2 separate regions of the Sus scrofa genome follow, and region 2 is linked to region 1. The links are chromatin contacts, called in public HiChIP or PLAC-seq maps. All regions are on one chromosome and are shown on one strand. The core of a region is the stretch at or near the end of the contact, and the rest is flanking DNA. Distances in the headings are between cores, read along the strand shown.

Region 1 (5,338 bases), core at 530-3,029:
CCTTTGGTCTTCTTCATGCTCTTCCTTCTGCATGGGACAGTATGGCCCAGTTTGGCACTGGCAAAGTCGTCTCCATTTTCTTAGAACCAGCTCAGGCATAAATCGCCTTGAGCAGCCTCCCCAGGTCTGGGTCAGTCACCCTGTTGGTTGACCTGTGCCCATTCTGAGGCCATGGATGCTGAGAAAGGCAAAGTCACAGCCAAAGTGTGTGGCTAGAGGAAGCAGAGCCAGAGCAAAGGCCCAAATTAAAGTCACAACATAGGAAACATGTATTTATCACTAAATGTTTTCCTTGAAACATTTTACACAGTACCTTCCATGAGCCAAGCACACTTCCAAGTACCTTAATAGCCTAACTCACTGAATGTGTACAACCACTGGATGAAGCTAGTCTACTGTTATCCCATTTCACGTATGGGGAAAACTGAGGCCCAGGGAGGTCAAGTAACGCTTCCAAAGTGACAGAGTTAGTAAATGACAGAGCTCTTGTGAAGGGGAAGGTGGTTCCAGAAATAGGTGAAAAACTTCATTTCGGAAGCAGAAATAATCAAAATCAGGGTATTCAGCAGGGTGAGGGATGGGGCAGACAGGCAACTTGGCTATTCCCCTAGACAGTCATTCAGTTAAAAAATGTTGTGCATCTGCGCCTGGCTTTGTATTACGTTCTAGAGTTTCAGTGGTAAACCGGTTCAGTTCCTGGCCTTATGGTGCTTATAATGCAGTCAAGGAAATAGGCAAATAATCACGCAAATAGGCAAATGAGTATACATTATGGAAAGTGTATACTCATCTAAGAAGTATCACGGGTGGAAAAGTGACATTCATGCTGAGACAAGAGACAAGATAGATGGGCTGCCCAAATGAAGGATGGATGGGCAAGAGCTCCAGACAGAGGGGGAGGCACATGCAAAGTTCCTGCTGCGTGAAGGAGTCTGGACGTTCAAGGACCTGGAAGAAGGCCAGTGGGACAGAGGGGCAAGAAATGAAGCTGGCGAGGCAGGCACAGGCCAGATCATTCAGGACTCTGGGGGCAGAGCATGTGGGAAGAAGACTAATAGGGGGCTGGAAAAGGAAGTCAGAGACAAGTTTTGAATGTCATGCTTAAAAGGGGTACTTCATCTTTGATGCACAAGATGCCTCAGTATCTCGGGAGCCAAGACAGAGCCTTGAGCGTGTCACTTTAGAGATGAGAAATAAAAACAGCCCAGACAGTATAGGTTTGGTGGGGTGGGTATGGGGAGATGTGCAACGTTCAGAAGGTGGGCCAAATGGCCAGCCAAAAGGTTCCAGCCTGGAAAGAGTTAACCCCTTCCTGCCCTTGATATCTTCATCAACCTCAGCACCCTGCAAAATAATAAGCTATCATTTATCAGCGTTCTGCAAGGTAGCATTTAAAACTGAGGCAAGGCAATAAATCAGGCACATATAATTTGAGCCCTGAAGTATAGTAATTTTTCTTTTAATGCAACATCTGGTACAGATAATACAATGTGCGGGGGGGAGGGAGGAAGGGAGCCAGGAATGCGAGGCAGGGCTCTCATTATTGGGCAGGCAGTGCTGGAAGCCTGATTTCCCTCCCATCCTTCCAGCAATGCCGTGGACTTTAAAAAGGAGCCTTATTATTATTCCCTCGGCTGGCCAAAGGGAAATCGAGTTAATTATAGACTTGTTTGCCGGTTATTAATTAAACCCCGGCTAAACATAAAAACACAGGGGAAGTGCCACTTCCCGCTCCGTGCTTCCAGCCTCTCAGAGCTGAGGAGTGACGTCCCTGCCTTCGCAGTCCGATCCGTGTCCTGTTTCCTCTGCGGATTTTCTCAGGAGGGTCCCAGGGCCTTTGCCCTGCATGCAAACAAAACCTTATTTTTAGCTAAGAAGGAACACAAAATTGAAAGCTCTGGAACAGCAGGCAGACAATAGGAGGAAGCTTGCAGACACTGACTGGTCATGACACCCAGGGTTTGGGGCAGCCACACCCACCTGCATCCTGCAGTTCCCAGGCTCACCAGCATCCCTGGTCCTTGGTCGGATGCTCCAGCTTCTCCTGCACACTTGCTATGGGGCAGCTCTATGTGGTGACTAGAAGAACAGGCTTTGTGGCATAAAACCAGAGCTCCAAACTTGCCTCCGCTCACTAGCTCCTTGACCTTGAGCCCTCTCTAAAATGGAAATGCTAACAGCACCCCTTCCCAGGCGTGCTGTGAACTTTAGATGCCATGAAATTTGTCAAGCACTCAGCAGGTGCCTGGCACATGGTTGCTAAGATACATAGTTTCCTTTCCCTCACTCTTCCAGGATGACAGCTTTCATCCCTGGATCTTCCACAAAAATGTCAAATACTAGAAAGCCATGTGACCTTGACATCCCTCAAAACCTTTCTAAGCCTCAATTTTCTCATCTTCAAAATGGGAGCAAGGACAGTGTTTACCAGGGAGGATCCCTGGAAGCATTAAATTAGATAATGGGAGCAACCGAGTGCCTGGCTCTCACCAGATGCTTAGTATATGTTAGTGATGAAATTATCTGAAAACAATCCTATGAATAATTACAGATTAGATTCTCATACCACTATCTGTGGCATAAAAAAGAAGGTGATTGATCAAAGGGAATCACACCAAACTGGTCACATTTCCTACAGGAGCTAAGAAGCTGAATTACCAGATCAAGAGCATTCCACGAACAGTGTTCCAAGTCATCATAAGAGAATTTGCTAGATTCCTTGGCAAAATTTAGCTGGACCATCAACCTAGCCTCCTCAGAATCGTCCAGTGGGCCATGGAGAGCTGTGGCCATCGCTGTCTGATTAGCCTTAACCATGCTATTCCTTGGATGGGAATAGCCAGGCAGAGAGCCCACTGACCACCAGTGATTTCCTTCAAACCAAGATTTCTCAATGCTGCTAGTCACATAGAAAAAAACAGAAAGCATTCCAGTGAAATCTGCCAATGAAACAAAACTTGAGGGAATGATTCATGTGACTTTCAGGCTCCATGTGCCATGGTCTTTGCACTTCTCTGTACTCCCGGCCAAACCAGGGACTGTTGAGTCAGCATGACATCTTCCCAACCCCCACCCACTAGAGCAGGTGTGGGCAACCTGCCCTGGCACTGGCTTTGTGAGCTGGGTTCACAGATATTCATTAGCATACAGCTGAATTCAAACAATGTCTACTTCTCATATTTTTTTATCATTTTAAATGTGTCATTTCCCTTTTCCACCCACCTCCTAGCTGCAATCCTTACACTCAGATTTAAGTTCTAGTTCTGCAGCTAAGATCTCGAGAATATAAATGCTGGAGAGAGCGTGCTAAACCAGACCTATGAACTCTCTGCAGGAGAGAGAGGTGATAAACCCATGATTCCACAAATAGTTGTTTATGTATAATTTTGCTAAGCTGCGAATGCCAAAAGATCAAGTAATAGAGGGAGCAGAGCTGGTGTCTTCCTTGATCTCCTAAAAGCCTTCATGGGTAGCGCACAAGTCATTATGCCCATTTTAAAGATGAAACCAGAGCCAGAGAGCTCATGGGATAGAGCGTGGAGCTGCTGTCAAAGAAAGGAAGAGAAAGGGAAAAGCAGGAGGGAGGGTAAAATATCTGTCAATTTGTAAAGTGCTCTACATGTGAAAAAATGATAACCATCACCCCTGTACTCTGGGAAACCAAGCTTGAAATTGCATCAGAAATGCTAAAAAGAGAAAAATAGCTTACATCAGAGTTTCCACATTTCTTTCCTTTTTCTAGCCCTGGGATGGGATCTCAGAAGAGGGTGTCTCAAGGTAGATGCCTATACCTATATTCCAGCACCTGCCAAATAAAATTCTTCATATATCAGCTGTCATAACTTGGAAAAACCATTCAACCTCTCGAACTATTCACCTCGTCTGCAAGCAGCAGATGATAATATCTACCCCACGGGATTACTGTCCACATTAAATGAAACAGCATATCTACAGCTTGATATATAGTAAGTGCTTCTAAGCAAGCGCTCTCCTTGGCTTCCCTTCCCTTCCTTTCTCTATGGAGAGGTCTTCATTGCACAAGAAGATGAATCAGCATTCTAGAACCCTTGCAGGAGGCTTCTGTCAGAGGCATGCCCTACCCTTGTCAATATGTGGCTTTGGTCTTGGCTCCAGGAACTTAGAATGTAAAAGACATGTAACTGGTACCCTCTCACTTCTAATTTCCCACTGGCTGTTCATTCTTTACCAACTGCATGAAGGGCAGAGGGGTTCTGAGCGAAAGGAAGTGTATGTGTATATATGGGGGGGGGGGTGTTTGTGTGTGGTGGGAGGAGAATGTAGAATGGGAAGCTTCCATGGTTTTCATTTATGGCTCTGAAAGCTTGTGAATAATTCAGTAAGAGAATTATTTCTTCTTTTTCTCTAAGTGTCGAGAAATGCATTTGCATTTCTTTTTTTATTTTACTTTTATTTTTGAGAAAATATTTTTATTATTATTTTTTAACAGTTATTTCCCCAATACAGTTTTTTCTTACTGTACAGCATGGTGACGCAGTTACACATACATGTACACATTCTTTTTTCTCACATTATCATGCTCCATCATAAGTGACTACACATAGTTCCCAGGGCTACCAGCAGGATCTCATTGCTAATCCATTCCAAAGGCAATAGTTTGTATCCATTAACCCTGAGTTCCCTGACCACCCCACTCCCTCTCCCTCCCCCTTGGCAACCACAAGTCTATTTTCCAAGTCCATGATTTTTTGGGGAGGCCATTGGAGGTAGAGCTTGACTATTGCATTCCAAAGGCTTAAAAAGCCAACACCTACAGAACTGCTACACATCCATGCCACCTCATGCCAAACTGGTTGTAGAGTTTACACAAAGAGAAACTTCACTTCCCCTGAAAAGCTGTCACGCTTCTTTGAGCTGAAGAGAAAGATATGTCCTGACCCCTTGCTAGTACCCAACTTGGTGCTGGGCACCAGGCAGCTGGGGATAGAATGAATAAGACAGTGGCAACTTTTTCCTTTAATCTCAGGTGAGCCTCTGCAGACTAGACACAGTAAGTTGGGATGGTAAGAAAACTGCAGAGCAAGAAGTAAACCCACTCACTGGGAAGAAATACGTTTATTATTAAGCCACTACAATATGGTGGGGGCCTTCACAGCATCGAGCCTTCCCTTCTGCTATGTACTTGACCCTCACAATGATACTGAGGAGTACAAATTTTTAGATCAGAGCCAAGGCACTTACACCTGTATTGCATATGAGGACCCTGGAGCCCAGAGACCCTAAAGGGCAGAGCTAGAATCCAAACTCAGATCTGACTTCAGAACCCTTTCTCAGTTAGCTTGTGACATAGTCCCCCAAG
Region 2 (5,546 bases), core at 2,537-5,036, 160 kb after region 1:
CTGTGGGGCAGTGCTTTCCCTCTCTGTGCATGGATTCCTATGACAGATGCAGTGCCCCCGGGTCCCTTTCGAGGACTGATGAACTTAGTGGCCCTAGCAGCTGGGCATGCTGCCTCTGACAGCCCTCAGTTGGCAGGTTCCTTTGCAAATGGCCTTGGCTGAAGACAACTGCCTCACCCAAGTTCATGCTCATGTCCAGTGTCTGATCAACCCAGTGACCCAGTGGGTTAAGAATCTGACTACTATCCATGAGGAAGCAGATTCAATCCCCGGCCTCGCTCAGTGGCTTAAGGATCTGGTGTTACTGTGGGCTAGTGTAGGTCACAGATGCAGCTCAGATCTGGCATTGCTGTGGCTGTGGTGTAGGCCAGCAGCTGCAGCTCTGATTCGACCCCTAACCTGGGAACTTCCATATGCCAAGGGTGCAGCCCTAAAAACAAATAAACAAAAATAAATCACAGTGGTACAAAGCCCACCATGGACCAACAGAAGGACCATCCAAGCTAGAGCACCCTGTGGGGTCAGCTGAAGTCTTGGCCGAGACCTGTCGCAGTTCAACTTCTCCCTCAGGCCGTCCTGCCTCCACCCCTCCTACTGCGGGTGCAGGTCCCAAGAGCGTTTCCTCTTAAGCAGCTGCAAGCTCTTCTCCATCCCCTTCTCCAGTCCCTTTCTGGGAACCATGAATGAATGACTGAGTGAATGAATGAATGGCAAATAGCTCCATGCAACAGGACTGGGGCGTGCACAGGGGTGCGTGAACACTGCTCATGATGTAAACTTAATTGTGTGGCATCTCCCTGCAGAGGTTTCCAGAATAGCACTGCACTGGAGAGAAGACAGCCTGCGCAAAGGAAAGAGTCCTGGCCTGGGACTCAAGGAGCCCAAAGTCCTGGCTCCTACTATGCTGTGTAGTCCTGAAGAAACCACTCTACCTCTCTGGGCTTCAAGTCTTCATTTGCTAAGTCATCCCCAGGTTGTCATCTGGCTCATTCATTCAGGAAAGAGCCACTCCACAAGAATAGCCATCCCATAACCACAATAAATGTTTGCGGAGTAAAGAATAGGGGACAGATTGGCCCAGAATGATACTGGGAACAGGTACGAGTAGATAAAAGAAGGAAATATAACATCTTTTTCCTTTGGGCCTGAGGCAGCACTTAAGATTGAAGTGGGCTACTTTTCAGTATACTACAAATGCATATATCCTTTGCCCCAACAATTCCGCTTCTGAAATTTTTTTTCCTATAGTTAAACCAGACTTATCATGGGGTTATTCATTACAACAGTGTTTGTAATAATAAAATATTAGAAATATCCTAGGGACCATAAATGAGGAACAGAATAAACAAATTGAATGAAATATTGTGATACTACAAAAGAAAAAGAATAAGTCAGCTATGTGCTGTTAAGGAAAAACCTCGCAATAGAGTGCCAAGTGAAAAACTAAAGTGCAGAACGGTGGGGGAATAGTACCTATGTTTGTGTGCTCTGTGCTTACAGGTACATAAAACACCTCCAGGCAAAAAAAAAAAAAAAAAACAAAAAAACAAGAAACCAGCAAGAGTGGCTGGTTTGGGGGAGTGCGGTGGGCAGTATGAGTGAGCAGATGGGAGGAAGAAATAGGTGGGAAATTCTTGTTGTGTGTGTGTGTGTTTGTGTGTGTGTGTGTGTTTTGGGCCACACCCTCGGCATGTAGAAGTTCCCAGGCTAGGCTGGCCTATACCACGGCCACAGCAACGTGGGATCCGAGCTTCATCTGCGACCCACAGCTCACAGCAACTCTGGATCTTTAACCCACTGAGTGAGGCCAGAGATCGAACCCACATCCTCATGGATACTAGTTGAGTTCACTACCACTGAACCACAATGGGAACTCTGGATGGGAAATTCTTACCTTATATCACTCAACAGGTTTTTTTTTTTTTTTCTCATTCCTTTAAAAGTTTAATTCAGGGGAATAAAAAATAATTTGTGACCAGGGTAGTAAAGATATTATGACACAAGGCAGAGCTTAACTTTCCTGTGTGCTTCTGGGCTTTGCAGTTTGGAGAGAAAGCAGCTGAGTGAAACTCAGCCTCCTGCTTTGTGGAACCTCATTATATACATTGTAATGTTTAAACCTACCACTTGGTCAAATAATAAAGGAGGAAGAGAAGAGGAAGAAGAAGCCATCTCCCGCCCCCTAACAGGGACCAATGCCAACCCCTTCCATTTATGCAGCTCTGCCCTCTTTACAAGTAAATTAATTCACTTATTTTCCAAGAACCCCAATGTACAGATGTGCAGAAAGACTAGCATCTCCTTTTACAGATAAAGACACTACAGTTTAGCAAGAATAAGTCACTTGCCCAAGAACACATAAGCAGCAAGTCAGTTAAAATGTTTTCAGTTAAAAATAACAGAAGACTTGATTTTAAATAGCTTGAACAGGAGTGCCCATTGTGGCTCATGAGTAATGAACTCGACTAGCATCCAGAGGTTCGATCCCTGGTCCCGAACAGTAGGTTAAGGATCCAGCATTGCTGTGAGCTGTGGTGTAGCTCGCTGATGAGGCTTCGATCTGGCATTGCTGTGGCTGTGGTGTATGCTGACAGCTGCAATTCAGCCCCTAGCTTGGGAACTTCCATATGCCACTGGTGTAGCCCTAATAATAATAATAATAATAGTCATAAATAGCTTAGGGAGTTCCTGTCATGGCTCAGCGGTAACAAACCCAGCTAATATCCATGAAGACATGGGTTCAATCCCTGGCCTTGTGGGGACAGGGTCAGGAAGAGGACAAGGACCTGATGAGCCTTGTAAATCAACATTTTATCCAGGAAGGTGGGAAAGCCAGACAATCTATAGTAGGTGACTAACATCATGAGGTTTGCATTTTAGAAAGAGAAGAAGGGGAGAAAAAAGAAAGAAAAAGAAGAAAAGCAACCACAATTAGAGAAGGATCGATGCATTACAAATAGTGACCGAGTCCCAGGCACAGAGAAGCCCGCGTGACCTGGACAGAAGCAGTCCTGCCTTCCCGGTCCTGTGGGGAAAACAGGTGTTGGGAACATCCTCCAAACCCATAACCACTGGTAATCACAGGTGTCAGTGGAGGGTCCAAGGAGGAGATGAGCTTTAGGCTGAGATCTAAGGGATGGAAAGGAGTTGACTAAAGAGAAAAGGGATGGAAAGGTGTTTCAGGCTGGGAACAGCCTGTGCCAAGCCTCTGAGATGTGAAACGCTTGGCATAACCAAGGAACTGAGGCCCCAGAGTAGCTGGAGCTCAGAGAGCCAGTGCTGCAGAGGCATCAAAAGGAGTTCTGGGAGGCAGCAGAGCCAGGGTCCACAGCCAGGCTAAGGGGCTTACATTTTATTGAGAGAAAGGAATAGATGAAACACAAAGACGAAGCAGGAAAAGAGAGACTTGGAAGGCAAATTTCCTGAGTTCAAGCCACTTGAGATCATGCTGGCAGTGGAGAACCCCAGGGTGGGATTTCAGAGCACAACCAGCCTCAGGCCATCCTACCCAGCCAAGGATGGTGTAACAGCCTCCCAGAGGTCCACACCTCCCGGAGTCAGCTCAGGGTCCTCCCCAGGGTGGGCTGCAGGCCTCAGGGAGACCTTCAGAAGTGAGTGATTTGCCCCAAGGACAAGCCACAAAGGGCCAGCCCCTCCTCCTGGCAGCTTCCAGATCTCCTGCAGGTGGAGGCCATCAAAAAGAGATGAGCACACAGCCCTGAGACACCTGCGGGGAGGAGCTTTATTGGTCTGCCCTTACTGGGAACTCCTCCAGCTGATGGGAGGGGGAGAAACCTGAGCTCTCTGGCAGGAGTCAGATGGGCCCTGGAAACACATTTCCCCTTGGGTCGCCTTTGCAAAATCTATGATGGATGTGGGACTTGCAGAGTTTAGAGTTTTCTAGCCAAAATGTATCTTCAGAACCTTGAATCCCAGCTCTTAACTTTAGAGAAGAGAAAGCCAAAGCCTAAGAGGAAAAGTGGCTTGCCCCCAGATCACAAAGTTAGTCATAATGGACCGTGACTGGTATATATCTGAAGACTCTCTATTTAGTGCTCTTGCCAATAATAATAACTAACAAATATTGAGCCTTTACTATGTATTAGACTATTCTAAGAGCCTAGAATGTTTTATTTAATCTGTGCCATTACAATAGTATGATCCCCATTTTAGAGATGAAGAAACTGAGGCACAGTTTAAGTAACTCTCCCAAACTTGCAGTTAGATTTTGAACTCGGGGAGCCTGCACTTTTAAAGACCACTAGGAAGTGCCTATGGATGTCTAACCCCTCTGCTCCAACCCCACCTCCTCCAAAAGGCAAAATCTATTCACTAATGTGGACTCTACTTTAAAATGTTTGGTTTGCTTTGGACCTGAGTGGGTTCGCTCTCTTCTCCCACCCACAGCCTTCACTCAGTCTGGGACAGCCAGTGGTCTGTGCTAACAATAGACCAGGATAGCATGCTAGCCCTTTTTCCTCTATGCTAAATAAATACTCCCATCCCCAATAACCTCAAGGTAGAAACAAGGTCACATGCCAATATGTCAGCAGAGCCCGTGTCCCTTCCACCACTCACCAACTTTCTGTCCTTGGCTCTCTGTCCCTGCTGGCTGACTTATATAAATTACATCACTGGGTGTCCTTGCCCTCATGGTGACAATGGGAAATATGATCCGGAGATTAGAGGAAGAGAAAAGAGAGGTTGGGGTATTTGTTCCCCCAGCACTGAATTTCTAGTCACCACAAGCTGGCTGAATCCCTCCCCTACAGGTCCAGCTGCTGTCGGAGGGGGGCCCTCCCATATAGCCCTCTGTTCTTGATCCAGCTATCAACTCTCCTCACCCCTTCGGGACTAGGGATGGTGAAGAAGCCCCTCTGTTACTGGCTTCAAGGTTCTGCAACATCCCTTGTGATCGCCTTACCCGCCATTCCACCATGAAGGGTTCACTTACTCGCTTCTTGATGTATCCTAGTTGAGCCATCTATTTCCTGACTGATACACAGATTCTTCCTTGACCTTCTTGATTGAGCACTCTGCCACAGGCCAGGTGAGCTGGGAGGGACAGAGCTGGCCCCTCCACCTTCAACTCTCCAGGTCCAAGTGGTTCAAAGAGGGCTGCCGCAGCTCCATCCCAACTCAGGGATTCACTTCTGCCAGTGGGGACCGAGGAGGGAACGGTCCTTTCCTGGTGATCAGCTCAGGATGGGCGCATGACGGGAGTTGGTACAAATGAGAGTCCGCATGAAGGCTTTTCTTAAAGCTGGAACCTCCTCCTAAAACTGGCATGAGAGGCACCAGCCAGGAGCTGCTTGTGGCTCTCCTTCCTTACTCGGTAAGCGCCTGCCTGAGAAAGCAGCAAATACAAAGGAGCATAGAGTACGAAAAAGCAGGAAAATCCTGCCTTGATCAGCAGAGCACCTACTTTCAGTCATGCTCTAATTCAACACAACCCCTGGACTTTTCAGTGAAGGAAGCCAACCCAGTTCCTTTGATGCTTAAATCAATTTGAGTTTCTGACACATGCAATTAAGAGTCCTGGATAA

Evidence for each region. HiChIP or PLAC-seq counts read pairs in DNA pulled down with a chosen protein or histone mark.
Region 2: an H3K27ac HiChIP or PLAC-seq map of skeletal muscle shows a contact between it and region 1. The contact joins two enhancer-like sites. A contact is called at or near these places in 1 of 47 Hi-C or Micro-C datasets (retroperitoneal adipose tissue) and 1 of 2 datasets of contacts at active chromatin or transcription factors (skeletal muscle).

What each region holds. Positions count from the first base shown.
Region 1 is chr6:156,981,377-156,986,714 of Sscrofa11.1, forward strand. No RefSeq gene overlaps it. Among named protein-coding and RNA genes, the nearest start is that of USP24, 240 kb to the right of the region's middle. Within about 2 kb of position 1,780, at least 17 of the 83 cell types and tissues checked have an H3K27ac peak or open chromatin away from gene starts, as enhancers often do. A contact at or near this core is called in skeletal muscle, where this site is marked.
Region 2 is chr6:157,136,190-157,141,735 of Sscrofa11.1, forward strand. No RefSeq gene overlaps it. Among named protein-coding and RNA genes, the nearest start is that of USP24, 82 kb to the right of the region's middle. Within about 2 kb of position 3,787, at least 1 of the 83 cell types and tissues checked has an H3K27ac peak or open chromatin away from gene starts, as enhancers often do. A contact at or near this core is called in skeletal muscle, where this site is marked.